Linked DNA regions of Sus scrofa: all the other regions are linked to region 2. Evidence: chromatin contacts called from public Hi-C data. All regions are on one chromosome and are shown on one strand. The core of a region is the stretch at or near the end of the contact, and the rest is flanking DNA. Distances in the headings are between cores, read along the strand shown.

What was found. Hi-C and Micro-C count contacts between places; a contact is called where the count stands out from the background.
Region 1: a Hi-C map of liver shows a contact between it and region 2, with 8 times the contacts expected there. The contact joins the enhancer-like site here to the promoter of SOX4 in region 2. A contact is called at or near these places in 11 of 47 Hi-C or Micro-C datasets (alveolar macrophages, fetal skeletal muscle, fibroblasts and 7 more) and 1 of 2 datasets of contacts at active chromatin or transcription factors (skeletal muscle).
Region 3: a Hi-C map of omental adipose tissue shows a contact between it and region 2, with 2.4 times the contacts expected there. The contact joins the enhancer-like site here to the promoter of SOX4 in region 2. A contact is called at or near these places in 7 of 47 Hi-C or Micro-C datasets (alveolar macrophages, fetal skeletal muscle, mesenteric adipose tissue and 4 more) and 1 of 2 datasets of contacts at active chromatin or transcription factors (skeletal muscle).

What each region holds. Positions count from the first base shown.
Region 1 is chr7:16,662,810-16,666,314 of Sscrofa11.1, reverse strand. The region is part of intron 1 of LOC102160563 (a long non-coding RNA gene); the gene reads right to left. Among named protein-coding and RNA genes, the nearest start is that of SOX4, 220 kb to the left of the region's middle. Within about 2 kb of position 1,409, at least 32 of the 83 cell types and tissues checked have an H3K27ac peak or open chromatin away from gene starts, as enhancers often do. A contact at or near this core is called in fetal skeletal muscle, liver, mesenteric adipose tissue and 2 more, where this site is marked.
Region 2 is chr7:16,885,474-16,888,812 of Sscrofa11.1, reverse strand. SOX4 (transcription factor SOX-4) reads right to left here and starts at 1,979. Exons shown (of 1, transcript XM_013977467.2): 1 at 1-1,979.
Region 3 is chr7:16,687,301-16,690,803 of Sscrofa11.1, reverse strand. No RefSeq gene overlaps it. Among named protein-coding and RNA genes, the nearest start is that of SOX4, 200 kb to the left of the region's middle. Within about 2 kb of position 1,768, at least 21 of the 83 cell types and tissues checked have an H3K27ac peak or open chromatin away from gene starts, as enhancers often do. A contact at or near this core is called in fetal skeletal muscle, mesenteric adipose tissue, omental adipose tissue and 2 more, where this site is marked.

The sequences.
Region 1 (3,505 bases), core at 160-2,659, 220 kb after region 2:
CTGCTGTCCTCCCAACACAAATTTCACTCTTGTAGGGTTGCCAGATACAATACAGAACACCCAGCTAAATCTGAATTTCAGATAAACAACGCATGATTTTTTAGAATAAATATGTCCCAAATATTGCTCAATCTGGTAATCCCAAACTGCTGCCTGAGGCAGACGAATCATGAAATCATATAAGTTTTTTTTGAAGAAGGAGAAGAAGAGAAACCCTAGCAATCTTTCAATTCAGCCTCCTCATTTTATGTATGGGAAAAAGGAAAGCTACTTGCCCTCGTAAATGGCACCAGAGCCAGTCCTAGAATTCCCTCTAAAGAGCTGACTTTCTACCCATAGCAATTTTGTGACTGATTTTTCTTTTTTTAAGGCTATTGAATACACAGTACCTTCCATTTTTCTGAATATTTGTTCACATAAACCCAGGAAATTATTGAGCTGTGATTTGTGGCTGCTGTTTTTATACCAAGGCCTTTGTGTGTTTTGCGGCCAACAGACACAGCCAGCACTAAAAGGTTAATTAATAACTACCCCTGACTGCCTCTGCTGACCACAGAATGCCAGACCAGGAGGGGATTTTGTCTGAGGTCACTTATTTCACAGGATTTCCACCACAACTTCACTTGAGATAATGCGGTCATCAAGCCAGGAACGAGCAGAATGAAGAGAGGTGAGAAAGGAGGCAGAGTGGGAAAAGGCTTTTACCCTAGAACTCAAAATCAAACTGTACATGTTTCAGTCACAGGCTCATCCTTTGACCTCTGACCTCTGTCCTCAGACCCTGACTCTCTGCAGACCCAGGGCTCCTTCCCCCTTCCATAGCTGGGGCACCCATGGCTACATCCATCCATTTCTTCTCTTAAAGACAGGGACTGAAAAGTATTTGGAAGCAGATTTTTACCTCAGGTCAAAGCTTACAACAAAACCTCGTGCATGTGTAACTTAGCTGGACTTGAAAGAAGGCTGGGATGCCTACCACGTTTTAGGTAGAGACGGGGAAAGATGATACTCAAAAGCTTCAGTTTCATGAATATCAACCAGCACGTTTTTTCCCCTTCCTTGTCTTTTCAAATATTTTCACCTCGTGCTATGAGTCACTTGGTACAAACAGAACACTATAAAAAGACAAGCTTTGTCTCATCACTTTTTCTCCCCCCCCACACACGTCAGATCTGGCCAACACGCTCTGCCTCTGTGACTGGCCAAGTCCCAAGGACTGCAAAGTGTTTTTGGAACTGGTGTTTATTGTACCCTCTTCTGTCACTTGCCCTTAACAGCACACACGGCCCACCAAGGGACTTTCCCCTCCGTGCTCGGCAGTTCGCGCTCAATCCCCTTGGCAAGGATCGCCGTGACTGCACAATCTCACACCTGCCAGCACTGGAAAGTTCTGGAAATAAGGACTCTGTGCCAGACATTCCTCTGGAGCACTTCACCCCATCCAGTTCCTCATTCTCCAGGCCATTAGCCGAGTCACCAACTTCTTGAACTTGGTTCAACTTTCTGCAGCAAAAGTATGCAAAGAGCCTGTCTGAGAACCCAAGCGGCTGCCCAGGCCCTGGGCTCTAATGCTGGCTCCCTTGCTGCCCTTGATGGCCTCCCCCAGGGAGCATGCTGCACACTTTCCAGGCCTCACACCTGCTCTTCCCTGGTTCTTCAGGACGGCTCTGCGACACTGAGTGAGCAGGCTCAGATCAAGTAACATGTTGTGAGGATTTACCTTGTGACATGTTTGTGCTGCTTCCTGTTTCACTATTTCATCTCTTTTATCTCTAGGAATCCTGGAGTCGATCCTACCGGGGTGAGGGTGGGGTTGGGGGGCGCCGGCAAAGAAATGTTTCTCTGTGCATCAAAAAAATAACTGGAAGATAGATTCCAAATGGTTAATAGTGATTTGCTTTTGTGATTTTTTTTTTGCATTTTTTTTTTTTTTTTTTTTTGCTTTTTAGGGCCTCACCCCCACCCGACATGTGGAAGTTTCCAGGCTAGGGGTCAAAGCGAAGCTGCAGCTGCCAGCCTACACCACAGGCACAGCAAGGCCAGATCCTGAACACACTGAGCAAGGCCAAGGATCAAACCCACATCCTCATGGATACTAGTCGGATTCATTTCTACTGAGCCACAATGGGAACTCCCTGTTTTTGTGATTTTTAAAATATAGATTATTTTTTGCTTCTTTTTTGTTGAGACTTACTTTTATCCAAGTCTTCTCTACCTTTTGTAACAAGAAAAAGGATGTAAGAAAAGCAATCCCTGAATAATCTTCTAGTATCTAGTGCTTGTTTTTAATAAAGTGTGTGTATATACTATATACGTAAGCATATTTAAAAATATACATACATATGCATATGCACATAAAAACCAAATAAAGTCCTACAATAAAGATGAAAGCTGATACATACCTAACAAACAGCTCACTGGCCATCTCATTTTTCTTCGATAATGTATGTCCTGGGGCTTGTTTTCCCACGAATGAGGTATATTTGTCTCCTCAGTCTTTTAGGGTTGACCCAAAGCACCATTCATCATCCTGTCGAGAGCTCAGGGAGAACCCTCTGGAAGCATGGAGAGGTGTAACAAGCCCGTCCAGCCTCGGCAGCGATGATGAAGGTGCCTGGCCACCGGGATGGAACCGAGTGTAGACGAGAATGCAGTGATGAAGGGTGTCATTTCCTGCCTCACTGGCCTGCACTGCAGGTGAGGCCCCCGCCCACCCCACTCACACCCTCATAGCCCTTCTTCCCCCTAATGTACTATGAAATTGAGTGAGGTTTTTCTCTCAGTGGAAATCAAGACTGGAATCCAGAGAGCAGAGCCTAAAGGTAGCCCTGTAAGTGGTATAACATGAAAACAAAGATGCCATTGACAAGAGAGCCCAAGGAAGATTTCCCTGTAGCAGCAAAAACACCCATCCTCAAAAACCAAACAAATAAATCAAAAAGGAAAAAACAAAAAACACAAAAAACCCGACTCCGGTTCTCTTGTGTGTTTCACCCCAAATTCCCTTTCTGTGTTGAGCAAATGCCGCAGAAGCCACCACCAACCAACCTCCCCCTTCCCTGCCCTCAGAAAACTCACAGGCTGCTTCCATGTGTGTGGATTTCATCTCTTTCTAAGGACCTTGTGGATGTCAAGCAAAGCCCACGCCCAAACTGGGGGCTCAAGGAAAACTGTATTGAGACACGATGTGAATGCCACAGGGTCAGGCCCCATAGACTCAAAGTAGGAGCCTTAACGTGAATAAGGGTAAGAACTGGTCCAAGCATGTCACCCTCCGCGGACCCCTGGTGATGAAGGCCCAGCATCCCTTCCTGCTATGTGTCTCTCTGAAAGTTCAGTGCCAGTGAGCCCCCAGCCCCTTCTGTGAATCAAGGTTAGATAATGAAAATCAGCCTGGGTGGGGGAGGGGTATTCATATCCATCCCTAGTAAGAGTCTTAAAATAAATTTCCTTTTCTCAAGAGACCTGGATATGCCATGAAAGAATGGTAACTCCCTCAGTACAG
Region 2 (3,339 bases), core at 730-3,229:
TAATTTAAGTCAGCTTTCTATTCAGATCAAACTAGTGCGAGGCAGTAGATTTCTATTTATCTTGTCAAACTTTTAAAGTATGTAGGCTGGCGAGAGGCCCAGGTTGTCAGATGTAGAATTTTACTGGAAAGAACACCCTTTGGAGACATCTGACTGGACCTCTAAGGATTAACCACATGCAAGAATGTTTTTGTGGGTAAAAGCAAATAATTTTTGACCAGTAGTTACCCAAGTTATATGCTTTTTCTTTTAGAAGGAGAAACAAATCTTAAAAACAAACAAACAAATTAAAAACCCGCAGGCACTTCTTTTGCATATAACAAAATTGGGTGTGTTATCATGCTTTTCATTTTCTTTGGTATGCATACCACAACACACCCGTACATGTTATCAGTCTGACATAAAAATTACTCTAAGAGGTCTATTATTTATAAAATCAATATTTCCACAAGAATAAAAAAAAAGAATAAACACCATGTTTATTTGGGGACTTGTACCAACTAAGGATTTGAGGGTGTAGCTAGTTTGTGATAATTCAGTCAAGGTGAGTATCAATATAATTGATTATATTTCCCAAGCTGTTTATGTTTCTAGCAGTGAATATTATCAGGGAAAAGTGAAGTTAAAGCAGAGTAGTTTTGTTTATGTTTAAAGCACACAGATCTTTTTAAAGTGTGTACTAAAAAAAAAAAATAGCCACTGGCCTATTTATATTGTTAGCTGTATTTCCCATATTTCAACAAATCTAAGTAATGTCTTCAAGACATACTATTGTTATATGTCCTTAAGAGAGAACAACTGCCAATGACACTGATACCCCCATGGTTGTAAGACATCTGAGAAGTTAAAAATGAAAAAGTTCTTAGAATTAAAGAAATACATTGTTAGTAATTTCCATTGACTTTATAAGAGTTTTAGGGTATACATGAATGCACAGACTGCTGAAATAGGTTTGTTCTTATGTGTTAGTAGTCCTCTTAAAATGTAACAAAACATGTGACAAATGGCCTTTTACTAAAGTCATTTTTCTCACCAACTGAGTATGTGCACACTGGAATGTATTAGGCCTCTGAATAGCAAGTAATGAGAAAAGATTTCTGTGTTCTCACTACCTAACTTCACATGCTTTGTAACCAATTTTCCATTACTGACATTTTTTTTTCCCCAAATACCAGATACTTGGTGGCCCCTACTAAATCAGTACTCAGTGTTCCCTCTGCTGGCTTTGCAGTACATGAAGTAATTCTTAATGCTACTCTTTAAGCCACATTAACAGTAAACCAAGATAATTTTGCAAAAAAAAATTCCTGTTTTAGAATAATAGAGTAATTGTTTTTATTAGCAATGATGCTATACATTCCAAATTTTGAATTAATGTAAATATTTTTAATCTTGTTTCATTTATTAAACTAATAATGAAACTATTTGAGATGTAATATAATATCTGCTAGTTCTTTTATTCTGCTCCGCACACCTGTACAACATAAAATATCAATCCATAAAATGGTATGGGGTATAGATAGAAATAAGATTGTATCCCACTGCTTAATATATTCCTATAGCATAGTGAGGGGAAAAAAAATCTGAAGGGAAATTAGTTTAACAGATCTCTTGGATTTGCACTGATTTGCAAGATTTTGCCTGGCCTTGGTTATAGAAACTATGATTGTAGGCGCTGTTCTGACCTAACAAGTATTCAGTTCAAAGAAAATAAAGAGAAAAGAAATACTTGTCTTTGTTACTTTAGTAGATAGGGAAGAAGCCTGAGAAATTTGATGTCCTTGGCCTTTGCCAACTAAAAGGCCTCAGGCTTTTTGGTTCCATACTTTATGGCAAAGAACCCTCCATCCAAAGCTCCTTTTCTTCTCAATCCGGTAGGCAAACGTAATTTGCACTCCATTTTGGGGGGGCTGATGAAGTTGTACTAGAACTGGACTTTCCTTTGGGTTGGGGGGCATGTTGAAAATTAATGTATGGAAGTAATTCTTATTTGCAAAATATCAAAATAGGGTCTGGGGGTAAAATGAAGTCCATGAATGATTTTTACTATTAGAATGAACTGAAAGATAAAAACCCTGCATTTCTAATAACTTTTTACCATTTTCTACCCCTTCCTAATCAGTGACTGGCACCTGGTAGGTTTATGTATGCACTTCATACCAGCGCCAACTCATTTTTCCTTTCCTTTCAGTATCCTCATGAGAACAAGAAGAAAACGGGTGTTTCCACTGGGCCACGGAGATTTGAAGCATAAATACAAGCTTCTGTCTGCCCCATTTCGCGAGGCAGGAGCAGGGCACACCCACTGGGAGCCTGGGTTTGCTCTGCCACCAGCCGGCTCCCAATCCGGGGAGAAGCCGCCGCCAGGTGGCAGCGCTGAGCCTCCCTGCACTCGCATGGAGACGTGGGAAAACGTGGAGACTGTCAGACTTCTTTCTTCTCCCCCTTCCACCTCTCCCGAACCCTTATCATCCCACACTCTTCCAACGTGTTTAGGTAGCAGTTTAAATGATCAGAGGTTATAGAGTGTGTCGATGAATCTTGATGATTTTTTTTTAAATCATAAATCGAGTTTGGGGCAACGAACAGTTTTGGCCTCCTGTTCACTTGTCAAAGCTCCCAGACACTGGAGACGCCAAGGCTAGCTCCGGTTTGGGTCTAGTAAGTGAACCGGGCAGTTATCAATTACCGTGTCCGTATCTTGCTGAAGCTGCAAGTAGTTAGAAGTCTCTCTCCGAGAGCCGCTGCAAAGGAGGCGCGCTTTACTTAAGGACTGGCAACGGATACCCCTCCTCCTGGAAAGATGGTCTCAGCCAGACGCCTGACCGAGCGCAGCGACTCGGTGGCGCAGGCTCGGCGCTCTTCCTGCCCTGAGCTCGGAGAGGATTCGGCGGGGATTAATGGTGCTCAGCCGCGTTCCGCCGCGCCGGCTGAGACTGGCCTTGCGATTATGGTTACAGGGAGGAAATAAATTGGAATCGACTCAGGCTGTGCTTTTTGGAGGAAAGTCTTTCCTACTGTAAACATGTTTCAGGCGATCCTGTCAGCAGTACTTTAACACCCGTCTTCCGTTTAGGTTTACGACCGGGGAAGAAGCTGAACACACACACACACACACACACACACACACACGCCCCCGCGCCCTCGCCAGCTCCTAGCCCTCCTTTGAAGTTGCAACTGGCCGCCTCTAGCCGGGGGGTGGTTTCCCGGGTGCTCGGCTTCTACATTTCCCCTCTCCACAGGGCCAGCTGGGCCCCTGGCTATGGTGCCCAGTTCCGTCCCTGACCGGAACTGACAGCCACTCGGCCCCCTGGCTTCCCCCGCGCCTTCGCTTTGGAC
Region 3 (3,503 bases), core at 519-3,018, 200 kb after region 2:
GGACCCATCACTCTTAACATTGTTTTTTATAAATGAAGCCTGGTATAAATGAGCACAGCTTTGACTGGTTGCATCCAGAAACCCTGGGTGCTGATGAAAACGCAGACTTCTGGACCCGTAACTTCCTACCTAAATCAGGATGATCTCGGGAGATGAAGTGCAAGTCATCTACATTTTTAACAAGCTCCTCAGGAGACCGCGATCATCCCGATGATGACAAAGCCTAGAGCACAAACATCACGGACTACTCAGTTGGAAGGGAGATGTGTCCTTGCCAGGCTCTGAGCATCTGTGACCGTGGCTTAGCCCTTGCACATGGCCACGTGGCAGGGTAAGAACTCCGTCTTTCCCTCTTGAAATACCTCACAGCATATACTAGGTGCTCAATACAGACATTTGCTTCATTGTTTCTCCTGCTTTTGATGGAGGGAAGAAGGTTTGTGAAATGCCAACAAGAAGGTGTATGGGTTAATAGCATCTCTCCTATTGACCCTTATTTTTCAGCCACTTAACAGTGATTTCTACTCCATGTTCTACAGCCCCTCAGACTTTGGAAAGATGGTCCCATGCGCCTCTTTCCATGGCACGGTTCCATTGTCCCTGAACCAGGAGCAGATATCTGTACCCAGATCTGAATTCAATGACCGTAGATTTCTATTTTCACCTTAGACTAATACTCAATTCTTTCTGGGAATCAAATAACACTTAGGCACCTAGTGTAACTATATGGCTTGATACTGCTCCCCTCTCCACAAAAAGAATACCCAATCATGCCCGTCTTAATGAGCCCTTCCCAGCCCATGGAATTAAATGTCTGGAAAAGCAACATCACAACATATTTAGGGACAGAAAATGCCCTTCCACTGGGAAGGGGAATGGGAAGACAGAGAAGAGGAAGACTAATCATTCATGAAGTAGCTTTTCATCTTCCTGACAATAAGAACTAGAATCGTTATTATATAATTTTAGGATTTGAACTTAGGATCTGTACACTATAAGAAAATATTGAGTTTGTTATTATTTTCCTATTTTTTTTAACAGTCTAATTCCAGGCACCATCTGAAGCTACATATTTTAAAACAAGAATGCTGGAGACAATTTTTTAACCAAAGAAACTCTTTAAAATGCTCGTTTTGAGTAAACCATTTGGCATTGCCTTATTCCAATAAAAATCTCATTTCAGCTTCCTTTCATTGCAAGATTCTAGACCTGGCTGGGGCTAAAGTTTTCCTTTCCTGAGATGGTGGAATTTCCATGAAGGTCAGAGTTTATCCTTGCAGCAAAGGTTAGACAGGTCAGCGATTTGGCAGTAGAATAAAAGGCTCCAGAGGAAATGAAAAACAAGATTACGGAGAATATTAAAATACAGTCTACTCCCCTAAATATAAAACAACTTAGCAAAACGTTCACATACATGATGCAGAAGAACCGAAGTGCTTAGAAGTCAAGGAAAGGAAAATTGTTTTCTGCTGCTGCTTTTTCTCCAAAGATTGCTGAATCCACACAGACACACCCCAAAACATTTGGCCTGTTCCCAACACGCCAGACTCTAGAGCTGCTGTAAAAATAGCTGTGAGCTAGAAGGAATGAAGGGTGGCAAAAAGCCTGTGTTTCTGAGAGGGTCCTTGTTTCGCCTCGGCCCCAAAGATTCTTACGTGAACAAACTCATTTGTCCACGTGGATAAATGCAGTCACAACAATAATCACATTTGCAGGGCAAACAGTCATATGAAGTAAAACTCTCCGACAGTGTTCGCACTCCGAAGGAAAAGACAGAGAGTCATTCCAGATGTTGCTAGATAATGCTGAGCTGTTTCCATGAAAAGCAGTAGGAATGGCATTAGCTCACATGGAAATAATGTTTTAACTAGCTAGGAGTGGTTCCTGGGGCTTGCCTCGATCCTGCCCAGATCTAACCCACCCTGGGCCACTGCAGAAACTATAGCCAGGTACTGAGCTGGTAGACATAACCTCTGGTCAAAAAAAGACATGGCTTGTCTCACTGCCAGTCTGGGCAGGGGACAGAATGTCTCAGAGGACCAAGGGCTCTGGGTCACAAGAGATGCTGAGATAATGCCTCAGAGAACACCAGGGAGAGCAGCTTCAGTGGACCCCATGGGACCAAGTACATCAGTTGCAAAGAAAGGCATCTTCTTTCTATAACTGTTGGATGAAATCTGCCACTCTTTGGTTACATATACTTTGTGAGTCCTTCCCTGTAATAAACAATCCTGGTGACATGCATTGATTTTACTTGGTTTTGATGCTAATGAAATGTCGAGATTGTCAGCTCAAATTAAAATCTTTTTATTTCAGGGTGAATAAATATGAAAGGGTTCTTGGGAATGAGGCTTTGAGCTGGAGTCTAGACGCCTAAGAAAATTGTGCAATGCCCTCCCCCCGCCCCAGTCTAGTATTATAAAATAGTGTAAAAATACTCGTAGACGTGCCTCTGCCTAAACCACATGATTGCTGAGAACTGCCCCTCACTCCCTCAGGGCCTGTCCGAGCAGCCTTTGCTGTGGAAACCTTGTAGAACTCAGCCTTAAAGAGATAGTGCTCAGTAAAGGGGTCTGCTCTCCTCATCCTGGCCATCGTGGGCATGAAATTCTCAGCCTGAATAGTTAGGGAGGATCTATCAGATCTGTCTGGCTTGCTAATTGCAGTAAGGAAGGTGACCCTTGGCCGTGACCCTCAAAACCACCTTCTACTTGGAAGTGGGCAAGGCTGGCCCCCAGCTGGGAGTGTGAAGCAGCGTCTACAGGTGAGGGGAGGCTCATCCTGGAGAGCAAGAGACCATCTGAAAAGTCAAGTGCTGGGCGGGGGAGGGAGGAGGTGAATAGAAGGAAAAGGAAGCACTAGAAGAAAAGGGTTAACAGTCAACAACCACATGAAGGATCCAGCCTATTCAGGAGGTAAGAATTGGGAATGTTTCCTTAAGCCATTGGTATATAAGGAATGGAGATTTTATAGGAAATTAACAGGATGTGGTGGAGATTGAGGACACCCAGTTGATTCAGAGGACAAAAGAGAAACCTAGAAGGCCTTTCACTTAGATCCTCATGAGCAAAACACTAGGTTTTGTTGCGAAAGTTGACTATGATACTGTAATGAGAATGAGATTCTGTTTACGGTCGTCCTATAAAATACAGAACGGATATTGCATGAGACAGATGTACCCTGGGACAATTATTCATTGTTTACCTGAAATTCGATTTTAACTCCACATCTCACATTTCTATTTGCTAAATCTGGCAACCCAGATTCAGTTTACAAGGCACACTGTGATAATTTAAAATGAACTATACCATTTACATAGTGGGTTTTAACATGTGCCTCCAATTCTTTCTCCTCTAAGGAACTGGAGGGCAGGGAGAGAATGATCTTTAACATAAATGTGGCTTCAGAAACCGTGTCTCCTCAGGTCTGGATCCCACTGTATGCACCATATGTGGTTTTTGAACCACAAATCACACCCACCATGCTATGACAGCACCTTATTG